Linked DNA regions of Bombyx mori: region 1 is linked to region 2. The links are chromatin contacts, called in public Hi-C maps. All regions are on one chromosome and are shown on one strand. Each heading gives the region's core, a stretch centred on a gene start, on an enhancer-like site or on the middle of the called end of the contact. The rest is flanking DNA. Distances are from core to core; before and after follow the strand shown.

Region 1 (6,219 bases), core at 1,179-3,678, 41 kb before region 2:
GATGAAACGAAAATTTTTGTCTGCAGTCCGGAGTGCGATTCAATCCCAAATCTTTTCTCTTATTGCACCGCAGCGATAACTTGAAAGATTTGCGATAATTGGGCCATGTTTGTTCTACCTTTTATTGCCATTAAAGATTCATTTACAGCTCACCTAATCGCAATAGGTTTTTGCTGTGGCATTCACATCGATGTGTCGTTGTTTGTTTGTCAATTTAATTGTAGGAGCTGTAATAAAGTCTCTTAATTTATCAGGAGGAAACATTTCTTCCCTACCTTCCGCTGGTAGCCTTGCTGGCTATTCCAGCTTCACCGGTTTGGTAGATGAGCTCACAGGGCTGAATCTAAAAGCTAAAGCTAACTAGCCCTAGAGATCTACCATCGGAGTCGCGACCCACCGAGAAGATCCGGCCGGTCATCCAATATGACATATTGATATGGTGGTGGTGTATTGCCCAGTCGAGTCGGTAATGTATTTCAAGGTAGTCGGAAGATACCACCGGACCTCAGTCTTCGCATTAGATGCAGCCCATAAAAACCACAATGTACTTTAAGTATTATACATTTTTATTTAACATATACAGCATTGCCGATTCAGAAGACTAAGAAGGAGTACATATATAAAAAAGTTTGTATGTTTATTATTAAATCATGCAATAATGGATTAGCAGATTTGGATAAAATTTCGAGTATAATCCGTCTTTACCTATCTATGATTAGGCTTGGAGGAGGCTTATAAATTGTGTGAAAGACGATATGTGTTAGAGTCGTAAGCGGTCCTTATGTTGATTAGACTATGGATCAGCACCCAGGCAATGCACCAAACGAAAACTTACGTCTAAAAATCATGGTCAGTGCTTGGTGCTCATGTGTCAGTATGATTAATCATAGATTTATAACAAATGCCATCAGCGTTATTGCGGACGTACTGTGAGCAACTGGACTCAATGATAGGCTTGTAGAATATCCGGCCAGCCTTGGTTAATCACCCGTTCCTCCTACACGACAAGGCTCGCCCTCATAAGGCACAACCGACGATCTCTGAGCTACAAGAGCCCACTGCGTCTCTCGAGATCTTCTTAGTGGGTCGAGTTTCCGATCCGGTGGTAGGTTCTGCGAAGCACTGCTCTTGCTAGGGCCAGTGTTAGCAACATTCCCTGTTTGAGCCCCGTGAGCTCCCCTACTCGCCCGGTTACACTGACATAGCCTTTCAAAGCTATCAGCTTAGGAAGGAAAGAAAAAGTTACAAGAGCAAGGGTTGGAAGTTTTGCGTCATTAACCGCACTTACCAGACGTTTCGCCAACGGACTTCTACTTTTTTCAAAGTTTGGACAAATTTAAAAAAATTGTCAAGGATAAAATCAATACTCGAGAGGCAGTACAAAAAGCCTTTGAAGTGCTTGTCGGTTGCCGTACATCTGATTTTTTCAAGGTCTTTGAAAAATGTAAATATAAATAAGGACTTTCTGTATATTAAACGGATATTTCGTTGAGTTAAAACTTTTTAGCATAGTAAATGACATTACCTGAGTAACGCCGGGATACGTCTTTTTTTATATTAATCTACAATTCATCTGGTATATTCCAGACCAATGCAATGATTCAAAAACTTAGTCCGAGTTAAACAGCGCGTCGCGTCTCGTATATACAATCACTGTTTAGTAGATCAAGTTCATAAAAATCACCGCAGCGTAATCAAGTATTGAATAACGAGTGAAAGTTATTCTTTTGTTGTTAAATTAAAGTTATCAATAATCTCACGCTCCCGTTTAGATGGCACAACACATAATTTGGAATACTTATCGTTTCCTGGCACTTTTGTTTTTGATGTTACACTTTATGAAGTCATTTTAAAGTTACGAAAATAATTTGGGTACTTTGAGATTGTTCGTAAAAGGCATTCTGGTCATGGGCGTATTGTCATTTAACCAAGTTTTAAGTAGCATTGTATTCAATTAAGAGTACTTTAAATTTTCTTAAATGTAATTTACGAATTAGTTGCTCGTTGAATTTAATATTTGGGGTCCCTAGAGCAATACTTTTCATTTTAGATCGAGAGCTGTGTATCTAATAAATCATTAAAATTTAATTGTTTGTTAATCTAGTAAACACCTGTAGTACTTTTCTACGGATTTTGCGAGTTGTAAGCATAATTAAAACTACTTGTATGGTTCAATCTCGCTTATATTATTGGTAATGTTTATTTAATAGACGACATATTATAAAAAAAATCGTGACTAGAGAAAATGTAAAGTTTCGAAGCTTCGAAAATAATATCAACAGTATACCTACGGGAAATGAAACCGTAAAAGTAATTTGGATTATAAAATTCTATTATACAATAAAATAGTCGTCGTCTACCGTACCTTCAATACCGTGGCTTCACCCTTAGAGTTTCAATGCACTCATTTATACGGAGCACATATCGTCGTAATAAAAAAATATACTATAATAAAAGAAGTGTCAATTGTTGGGGTAGCCACTGTGCTCTAGCGATAAAACTCAATATCGGAACCGTGTTCATATCCTCCAAAGCTTTAATTCACCAAATTATAATTGGGAAATTGATTAAAAAAGTACGTAAAATAAAGAACTGCATGGATGTAACAAACAATTATGTGGTGTGACGATACAATCCGAGTACTTTCTTACAACACGTCCTTACGGATCCATCAGATCCAATAACCTTTGCATTAGATGCCTTCAGCTCTAATACTAGGAGCAGGCTTAGGGACCCCAGTAACCGTACTCGTTGAACTCGACAAAGAGGTCGACGTGCAACCTAGCCCATGCATCAGCCCGCTGAGTTTCTCGCCGGATCTTCTCAACGGGTCGCGATTCCGATCCGGTAGTAGATTCATTCGCGAAGCAATTGCTCTTGAGTTGTTAGGTCTCCTTCGGAGGCGCTCGGGCAGCTGTTAGCAAATCCCACCCCTCCTGGCTGAGCCTTTGCTCGCCCACCTGTCCTGGTGAAACTGGAAAGGCCTTCGGGCCACCAGTAATCTCTCAATCATAAAAAAAAAAACTTTCTTACAAACAATATGTATTGATGCGTGACGCACGCACTAAATGTACGCACGTGGTTGTCTTTGTGTATCCACAGGATGTGACGCAGTTCCCATGCACACCATTAGTGCGCTAGAATTTACTACTATAGTACAAACATGTGTTTGTTCTTAAATGTCAGTATTAACAATATCAGATGTTTAACGAAGAGACGGACGCTTAATTTATCGAGGCTTTAGTATAACGATTTTTACTGATATTCTATGTATATACTGAAAATGGATGATAAAAGCCGTAGATTGAACTAAGTGGTCGATTTTGGTAGGGACCAGTACCACAATTGAGAAGTAGTATGATAGCAAGTGGTATCCTAAGAACGAACGAATATTTCACAGTGGTAGAGACATACTAAATAGAGATTTTTTTCGTACCTATTCTAGTAGCCTCGTGGGGTTATAGTAAATTCTCCGAGTGAGTAGGTGAGCTCATGGGATCAAACCTGACGACGTTGCTAATACTAGCCCTAGCAAGAGCAGTGTTTTGCAGAATCTACCACCGGGTTGGAAACGCGACCCACTGAGAAGATTCGGCGAAAAACTCTGTGGGCTAAATAGAAACACTGAATAAGCGAAGCACTTATGTATTGTACTGACTCAGTAGCGTAGTAGTTAGAGCCCGTGACTGCTGGGCCGAGGATCGCGGGTTCAATTTCCATATTCGTTTTATACGACATAGCTCTAGCTACAGCTGTAAAATTTCGTTAACGCTTCATTTCTAACGCTGGTTATGAATTGCCTACGACCTACTTACTGTTATTTACTTGTAAGATCTCATTTAAATCTCAATGCGAATACCGCCTTAAAATTTAAGATGATGATCACATGAGGATGTTTCAATTGTATTGTAAAATCACCGCGTCGCGCTGTTTCGTGACAAAAACAGGCCGCGCATTAAATCACTTTGACCTGATATGTTGATAACACAACTGGGAAATTCGGAAAACGTAATTAAAACTTTAATTAAACAGGGCTGCAGGAAATAGTTACTAGATAACCGGTTTGGCCGTGTTAAAGCCACAAAGCCGTTAAGCTAGATCGTAAAAATAATAACGTAGGCGTTATTCTAGATAGCGGGTTGGTTACCTAGTTACTTTTTTTCTATTTGATCTATTTTCATGGAATTTTGTTAAAACGAAGAAAAGAAAACTATTTTTTATTTTTCGCGGAGTTGTGCAATGAAAAACATAAAATCATAGCAGTACGGCTAAGTATAACATTTACATTATTTCAAATTATATTATTTCAATATGTTATTGAGAAATTTAAGCGATCACTTTTATGATTTAATCTAGTTAGATTACAAATAAAGTTTTTGTTAAAATTACATCAAAAGGTTTACTTACATTTAATAATTACGATTCGACGTCCTAAATAATCATTAATTAGCATGCCTTCAACTTCACTTTTTTTTCCTACCTAACCTGATGTTAGAGTACTTTAGAGATACCATATCAGCGTCACCGGACCAATAGGTGAGCTCAAGGGGCTCAAACCTGACGATGTTGCTAACACGAACCCTAGCAAGAGCCGTGCTTCGCTCACCTGGGGCCTCTGACGTATGGTAAGGTTTTTATTCTTAGGGAAGCAATAATTGCATTTTGGTTTCGACTTTTGGTTACGGTGAGCTCGTAATAATGGTAGAGAAATAACTTCGTATTAGAAAAGTGTTTCATTTCTATATACAAGGTAAATTTTCTATAAATTCTATTCGAATTTAATAGGAAATAGTATATTTTATTAATGAGTTGTAATTATTACTCATGTCTCTAAATTATAATTTATTATCACAGTCCTTGTCAAAGTAAAGGTATAGAGAGCATCTTTTGATAAAACAAAAGTTTAGTAAAATTTTATACTTTTCTTAAAAATTCTCACCACTTTGTTTAATACTAAACATTTTTCATTTACGAACATCAACGAGTATTATAAGATAATTACGATATTTAATAATAATTAATTTAACGATAATTACTTTCACGCTTTAATCTCGGGTTTATTATTGCGACCAGGAAAAGTATTTGAAACGTCGGAAATAATGTAATGACAATAAATGAAAATAATTATGTCCACGGCTACCGGAGATTAGTTATATAAGTTCAGTGCAGAATCAACCGAAAACTAATGTCGCGCGAAATCCCATGAAACTTGAAGTAAATAATTAGTTAGATACAAAACTTTTTATTACAAGTAGAATAACAAGAACAATGTCGAACTATTATTACAGAGAACGGTCTATGAACTGACCCTTATGCATTATGAATCATTTTTGTTTTCGTGCAAATTAATATATAAAATAATATATAGTGCTAAATATATAATAATATAAATATATAATATTAATAATACTTATACTTTATACTTATACTTACTATGGTAAATGATTACTAAAACTAATATAACATTTCATACCCATATTATATTATTTATATTACACACAACTATAATCCATGCATAAGTAAGTAAGCTAGTTTAATAAAGGTAAGAAAGAGGGCCTTTTAAAATTTTTATTTATATAAAAAAAATTACATCAGCCCTAAAACATCCACCACTGATCATACAGACATTGTATAAACACAACCAAACAATTGGGAATGGAATATTAATATACCATTTAATTATATGTATAATATAAAGTACTTTACTTTATACGTAATACGTATGTACCTACGCGTTTCTCTAATGAACAGGCAAATTCATATTTTTTCACAATAACGTCATGTTATATTCCTGTAATTTCAAATCTACTACAATTATAATTTGGTTGCAAAATAAACTTGCAATAAAAATGTATAAATCCAGTTTCCAACCGTCCACTGACAGACTCAATTATAGATAAGTTTCGATTTAGATTTTGACCCTATAGAATTGAGCAAATGATTTCGGAGAACGCAAACTTACATAGAAAAACGATGTTAAATGCTCCAAAACGATGCTATAAAGGTACGTACTAGGTAGGTACATATTATTATGTTAAAAATTTATATCGTAACTTATTCATCTCCGCGCTGCATTGGCGAATCTCATTTGACACGTTGGTATTTTATTGGGGGCAAATGGTGCAAGTAAACAAAACGTTAGAATTTTTGAAGTGAAAACTTCTTTAGAATCGTTGTGATTTCAAACCAAACGCAACGGAAAAAACGACAGGTAAGAGA
Region 2 (5,554 bases), core at 856-3,355:
TTATTTTAAAAAAATATTAGCATTGTGCACTTCTTCTCTATATTCTCTATAAGTTTGGAAAATTTCAAACTCCTCCGTCCGCGCAATTTTCGTAAAAGGGATACAAAGTTTTTGCTTCACGTATTAATATATAGATTATAGTTGTGGCTATCATACGCTAAAATGTATCGAGCTATTTCAAATTATAATTTGCGTAATTACTGATGGCAGGACCTCTTGTGAGTCCGCACGGGTAGGTACCACCACCCTGCCTATTTTTGCCGTGAAGCAGTAATGCGTTTGAAGGGTGGGGCAGCCGTTGTAACCATACTGAGACTTTAGAGCTTATATCTCAAGGTGGGTGGCTCATTTACGTTGTAGATGTCTATGAGCTCCACTAATCACATAACACCAGGTGGGCTGTGAGCTCGTCCACCCATCTATGCTATATAAAAAAAATCAACGCATAGATAATTAAAAAACGTTCATTTCCAAGAAAGATATATACAGATAAACATAACTAGACTGTCGCCAAAACATCCAAAGTAAACATAAACACACCACAACGCGCAAAATACCCAGAGTAATGAACCGAGTTTACGAAACGTCTTAATAAAGCTATGTGATCGTATTAAAGGAATATACCGATATTAAGGTTTCTGAAAATGAAGACAGGTCGTGATGTTAACTACATGGTAACGTTAAAAAATCACAATAAAAATTAGCTTCTAATTGTTCTTTCACTCCACGCAATGTATAATGTGGCGCTATTAAAAATCAGCTAATGGGAAACGGATGCTGGAGTCATGATCCAGGCGGTTGGCCGATCCTTCGGCTGGTCGTAGGACCGTCGAGGCGATTCGCCCAGTCCTTGTGGATTGGGTGAATCGTGATAGAGGACGCCTCAGTTTTCGGCTCATGCGGGTGCTCACTGGGTATGGTTGCTTCGGTGAGTTCCTGCACACGCTCGGCGCCTGCACCACATGGGAGGGGTGGGGCCGTGTCCTCGTCGCAAAAATACGAAACGACTTGTTGTTGCCGAATGTTGTGGCATCGATGCTCGGCGATGACAAGTCGTGGAAGGCGATGCTCGAGGAGGCGGCTAGGCGCGTGAGAGACGCACAAGCCCGCCGCCGTCGAACGGAGGCCAGAGAGGCGGATTTCACCCAATCTCTGGCCCTCTAAGTGTTTCGGGTACCCCTCATATGTCGGTCTGGGACCCGGCGAAGGGGGCCTAAGAAGACGACGTGCAAGCTGCTCTGCACGCATTTTACACAAGAGCATCCGAGCGATGGAAAGCCGGTTATCCTCGACCCACGCTGGTTCTGACCCAGCGGGGTATTCCGCAGGATAACACAGTCTAACCGGCGCCGTCTAGGCGGGCTTCGGACAGCCTGCTAACCGAGCTGGTTGGTGCTCGTGGCGCTGACGACCGCCAGTACAGCGTCCCGAGGGGGAGGGTGATGGGAGATGTGCTCCGCATTAAACGCTTCACTCTCCTTCCTTTGGTTTTTCATGAGTTCTGTCTCATGCGAGGCTCAGACGTGGGTTGTTGAGCGACAAGAGGCTTTAGTCGGTTCGACTCCGACATGCCCACCATCCCCAGTGGAGGGTGGAGTCCGGCGATTTCCTCCTGACCAAAAAAAAGGGGAGGAAACGGTGTCGCGAACGCGGTATCGGAACGCTACCCTCAATTTGTATTGCTGGTTCACCATACACAAAAGTTACTGAAACGAAAACTATTCTTTATTGTTATGGTTGTGCCTAGCCAAATGAACTTTATTTTACCCCTATTTAAAATAAAGTTCAAACATCTCAAAATTAGTTATTTCTGTGTGAAAAGAAAGGTAAATATCATTTTTTTTTAATTATACGATAGCTAGCACAATATTCAAGTGCCGATGACACCGTATTCGTCCGTGCCCACGAACACTGTTAAGTATTGCATACGTTGGAAATAACATAATATAATGACAGGTTAATAAATCCGTGATTAATCCGTAAAAGTGGTTTACGTTTAAAACTTGAAAACTGAATAAATCTTACATTTTAAAGTAGTTAGTTCATTGTTCGTTTTTCGAATCCTTACATCGCTTACATTGTATATTGCTATGATGCTATGCTATATCATAGCATAGCGTAGCATGTTGTGCAATACAAGACTTTATTAATCTAGAATTGTGTGGCTTTTCCAAGTTTATTGGCTCCGCTTTTATTGATTAAGTACGTGATAAAGATTTCATGAGATTCATTTATGGGTACTGTCATCGACATCTAGGTTGGGTATTTCGATTCTAGTTTATCTATTTATTATTTGCGAAATAAAACAAGCACTCTCGTTATTATATCTGCTAGATACGTGTTTTATTCTGGATCGAAACACGAATAGAAGCATTTTTTTTTCATTTTATCATTCTTCGAATTTCCATTTTAAATTTTATAGGTTTCCAAGCCGGAGACAACGGTCAGCGACCTCGCAAGCCAACTGAGAATACAACGTTGCCAAATAACAAATGTAAACAAAGCCGAAACGATGACATCAAGCGAACGAATACAAAACGAGCGGTACACGAAATCAGCAAGAACTTTATCCGAATAATCGGGACCTTGTAACTTTTCGGATTAATGAAAACAACCCTTCCTTGTCAGCGGTGCCGTAGAAAATTCTAACACAATCTAACTTAGAAAACAAAAGCTTTGGAGTTTGTAAGGGACTGGGGTAACGCTGATCAGAGCTAAGGGACATTTGGAAACCAAAGCACGTACATTTTGAATGGACAAGAGGCCACCGGATCACATATGCTTGATCAGCTAACTCCGATTATTTTTCGGGAATTTTCGGCCTTCTGTTACGATAGTTCTGTTAAATCTAAAATAATGATGTTCTGTACAAAATTTAGCTTATACCTAGCTATATAGGCTCGCTGGTCAATGATGAACTTGGAATTCTGAAACCAAACCACGTAGTCGTGGACGAGAAACGAGAAAGAAACCAGGTTATGCTTTCTATTTGTTTTGATTATTATGCTATACTGGAGTAAGGGAATCTAAAACAATATTAAATATTATACATACATGAAAATTTTGGTGTTTCATTTATAACGTAAACGATCAATTAAGTTTTAACAACGTTTAAAGCAATTCATAAATTTTAGCGTACGGTACTAATATATATATATAACAAAATCTTACGTTACGGACGCTTTTTCCCGGTTAGGTTACACCTCCGCATCGTCCCATAAAGAACTTCGTTCCAATAAATTCAAACAGATTATCCATATACGATTCTTATCTATTTAAATTCATCGCATCAGGTCTGACCCACCCCAAACATTCGCCTAGTAAGAATGAATGCACATCCCTATATTAGGGTCACCTACTAAAAGCAAGTGCTTTGAATATAAAAGATACATTTGTTAGTGAAATAGGTACTCGTGTGTGAATTAAACTTCTTTCCGCTCGCTCATGAATTATTCAAAGCGCAAATTACATTCGGTAAGTAGATTATTTTGTTGAACGATAAATGAAATCGTGTATGAGAATTTAAAACGATATAAATATATCGGAATAGCGATGTGTCTTATCGCGACAACGTGGTTAATATGACCCATTTGTTCCTTTGAAAAGTATGTGTTTAGTGAATGAAATTTTTTAACAGAATAGGGTACATAATTTAAAAACCATTCAGAATACATAAAAGTGTATGGTATTTTGAATGACAAAATATTTATTACACATTTAAATTTACACTCTAATGATTAAACATGTGTAAGTATGTAGTAAGTGTGTAGGTATTTAGTACGTGTTTTGGTGATAAATAATAATTAAGTAGCGAAATCATTTTCTTCGACTGTTAGTACGAAATTTACATTATAGATATTTAAAATTATTATTATACATTTAAATTATCATTATTTTTCAGAAAATATATTATTTAAAATAAGCTCTCTCTATTGAGAATCTCTATCTATCTATCTCTATCTCTATTGAGAAAGCCACTTCTTCTAATCCACGCTTCCTATTTTGATATGGTTTTCACTAATAGAAAGAGTGATAATTAATGATTTTTTGTAAATATTTTATACGAAATAACTGTATGATGATGGTGTTCTATAAAAATAAACAGTTTTCATACATTTTCATGGCTAAGGTTATGGAAATCTAGAAAGCTAAGCGTCTATGCTGAAGTACCATAGAACAATATCTTCAGATTAGTTCTACGTACCTAGTTCAAAAACCACCAATCCCATCGAATATCGACTAATTCATTGTATTTCTGCAATAAAACGAATTCAATAAAGCATGCAATAAAGCCAGAACATGGGCGAAGGGTAAGCTTTCACTTATCTGTACTGAAATCTGCTATTAGTGATAATTCGTGAACAAATTTCGCATGACTTAATGGAATCCTAATGGACTTCTTAATGTTGGTCGTAATGGAGTTATCTTAGAATATCAATCGTAGCGGGGCTGGACAATGGCGTAGCTGTCCTAAATGTCGAGGCTGCCGCCCTTTTTCAATTTCCTACCTAAGCTTATAGCCTTGAGAGGCTATGTCAGCGTAACCGGGCGAGTAGGTGAGCTCACGGGACTCAAACCAGGAGTGTTGCTAACACTGGGCCTAACAAGAGCAGTGTTTCGCAGAATCTACAACTGGATCAGAAACGCGACCCACTGAGAAGATCCGCCGAGAAACTCAGTGGGTTGTGTATATGGGTTAATTTACTCGTCGAGCCCTTCGTCGCAAGCGACGTGTTCGGCAATGGCGGTGACCGGAGTGCCGCCCTGAAGAACGAGATAGTAATGCGGTCCATCCACCCTTTGACGATCAATTTATGCTGCCTCCGACTGGCTTGCCTTTTCCCGGGGATCTTTCCCTGAACGATTAATTCTTGGTACTTGTTTTTCTTTTTTCCCTACCTACTCGCTGGTAACCTAAGGGGTTATTTTATTTACGCCCGGACGGGTAGATGAGCTCACGGGCTCAACCTGAGAGAATTTGCTAACGCTATCCCTAGCAAGAGCAGTACTACGCAGAATCTACCACCGAGTCGGAATCGCGACTCGCTGAGAAGAAGATCCAGCAAGAAATTCAGTGGACGATATCTGTTCGTTATATGCCTAAAAAATAAAAAAAGGTTGTCGTCTAGTACGAAAATATTAAACAAGCGGAATCTAATTTTACGTAACCTAATATACAATACAATATGGCATAGTTTCAGACCAATTTAAACTAAACATAAGTGCTACTTGGAAGTTTGTGAGATAAGCAAATATCTATGTACTTAAATTACATTGTTTGAATGTCAATTTAAGCGGTAGCTTTTACTTAGATTGTCATTATATTGGAATTTCTGAAGAGTTATGTAACTATTTTAGGTCTTTTATAAGATTCTTTTGTTTTGAGATCGTATTCCATCGTATCCCATATCGCATTCCATAGTAATTTTACCATTATATATGTCTACGTAATGGTCATCTTTAATAAACTACGAACATTGACTATAATATAAAATATGCAATAGAAATAATAGCAACAAGATTCATAAAACACTTGAAAATTTTTGTTTTAAAA

Evidence for each region. Hi-C and Micro-C count contacts between places; a contact is called where the count stands out from the background.
Region 1: a Hi-C map of midgut shows a contact between it and region 2, with 1.6 times the contacts expected there. The contact joins two enhancer-like sites. A contact is called at or near these places in 2 of 7 Hi-C or Micro-C datasets (midgut and whole pupa).

What each region holds. Positions count from the first base shown.
Region 1 is chr11:9,529,125-9,535,343 of ASM3026992v2, reverse strand. All of the region lies in intron 1 of LOC101742172, which reads right to left. Among protein-coding and RNA genes, the nearest start is that of LOC101741882, 19 kb to the left of the region's middle. Within about 2 kb of position 2,428, at least 3 of the 8 cell types and tissues checked have open chromatin away from gene starts, as enhancers often do.
Region 2 is chr11:9,488,897-9,494,450 of ASM3026992v2, reverse strand. The region is part of intron 1 of LOC101742172; the gene reads right to left. It overlaps LOC134199681 (a long non-coding RNA gene), which reads left to right. Exons shown (of 2, transcript XR_009974274.1): 2 at 2,423-3,061. Among protein-coding and RNA genes, the nearest start is that of LOC134199681, 8.7 kb to the left of the region's middle. Within about 2 kb of position 2,105, at least 2 of the 8 cell types and tissues checked have open chromatin away from gene starts, as enhancers often do.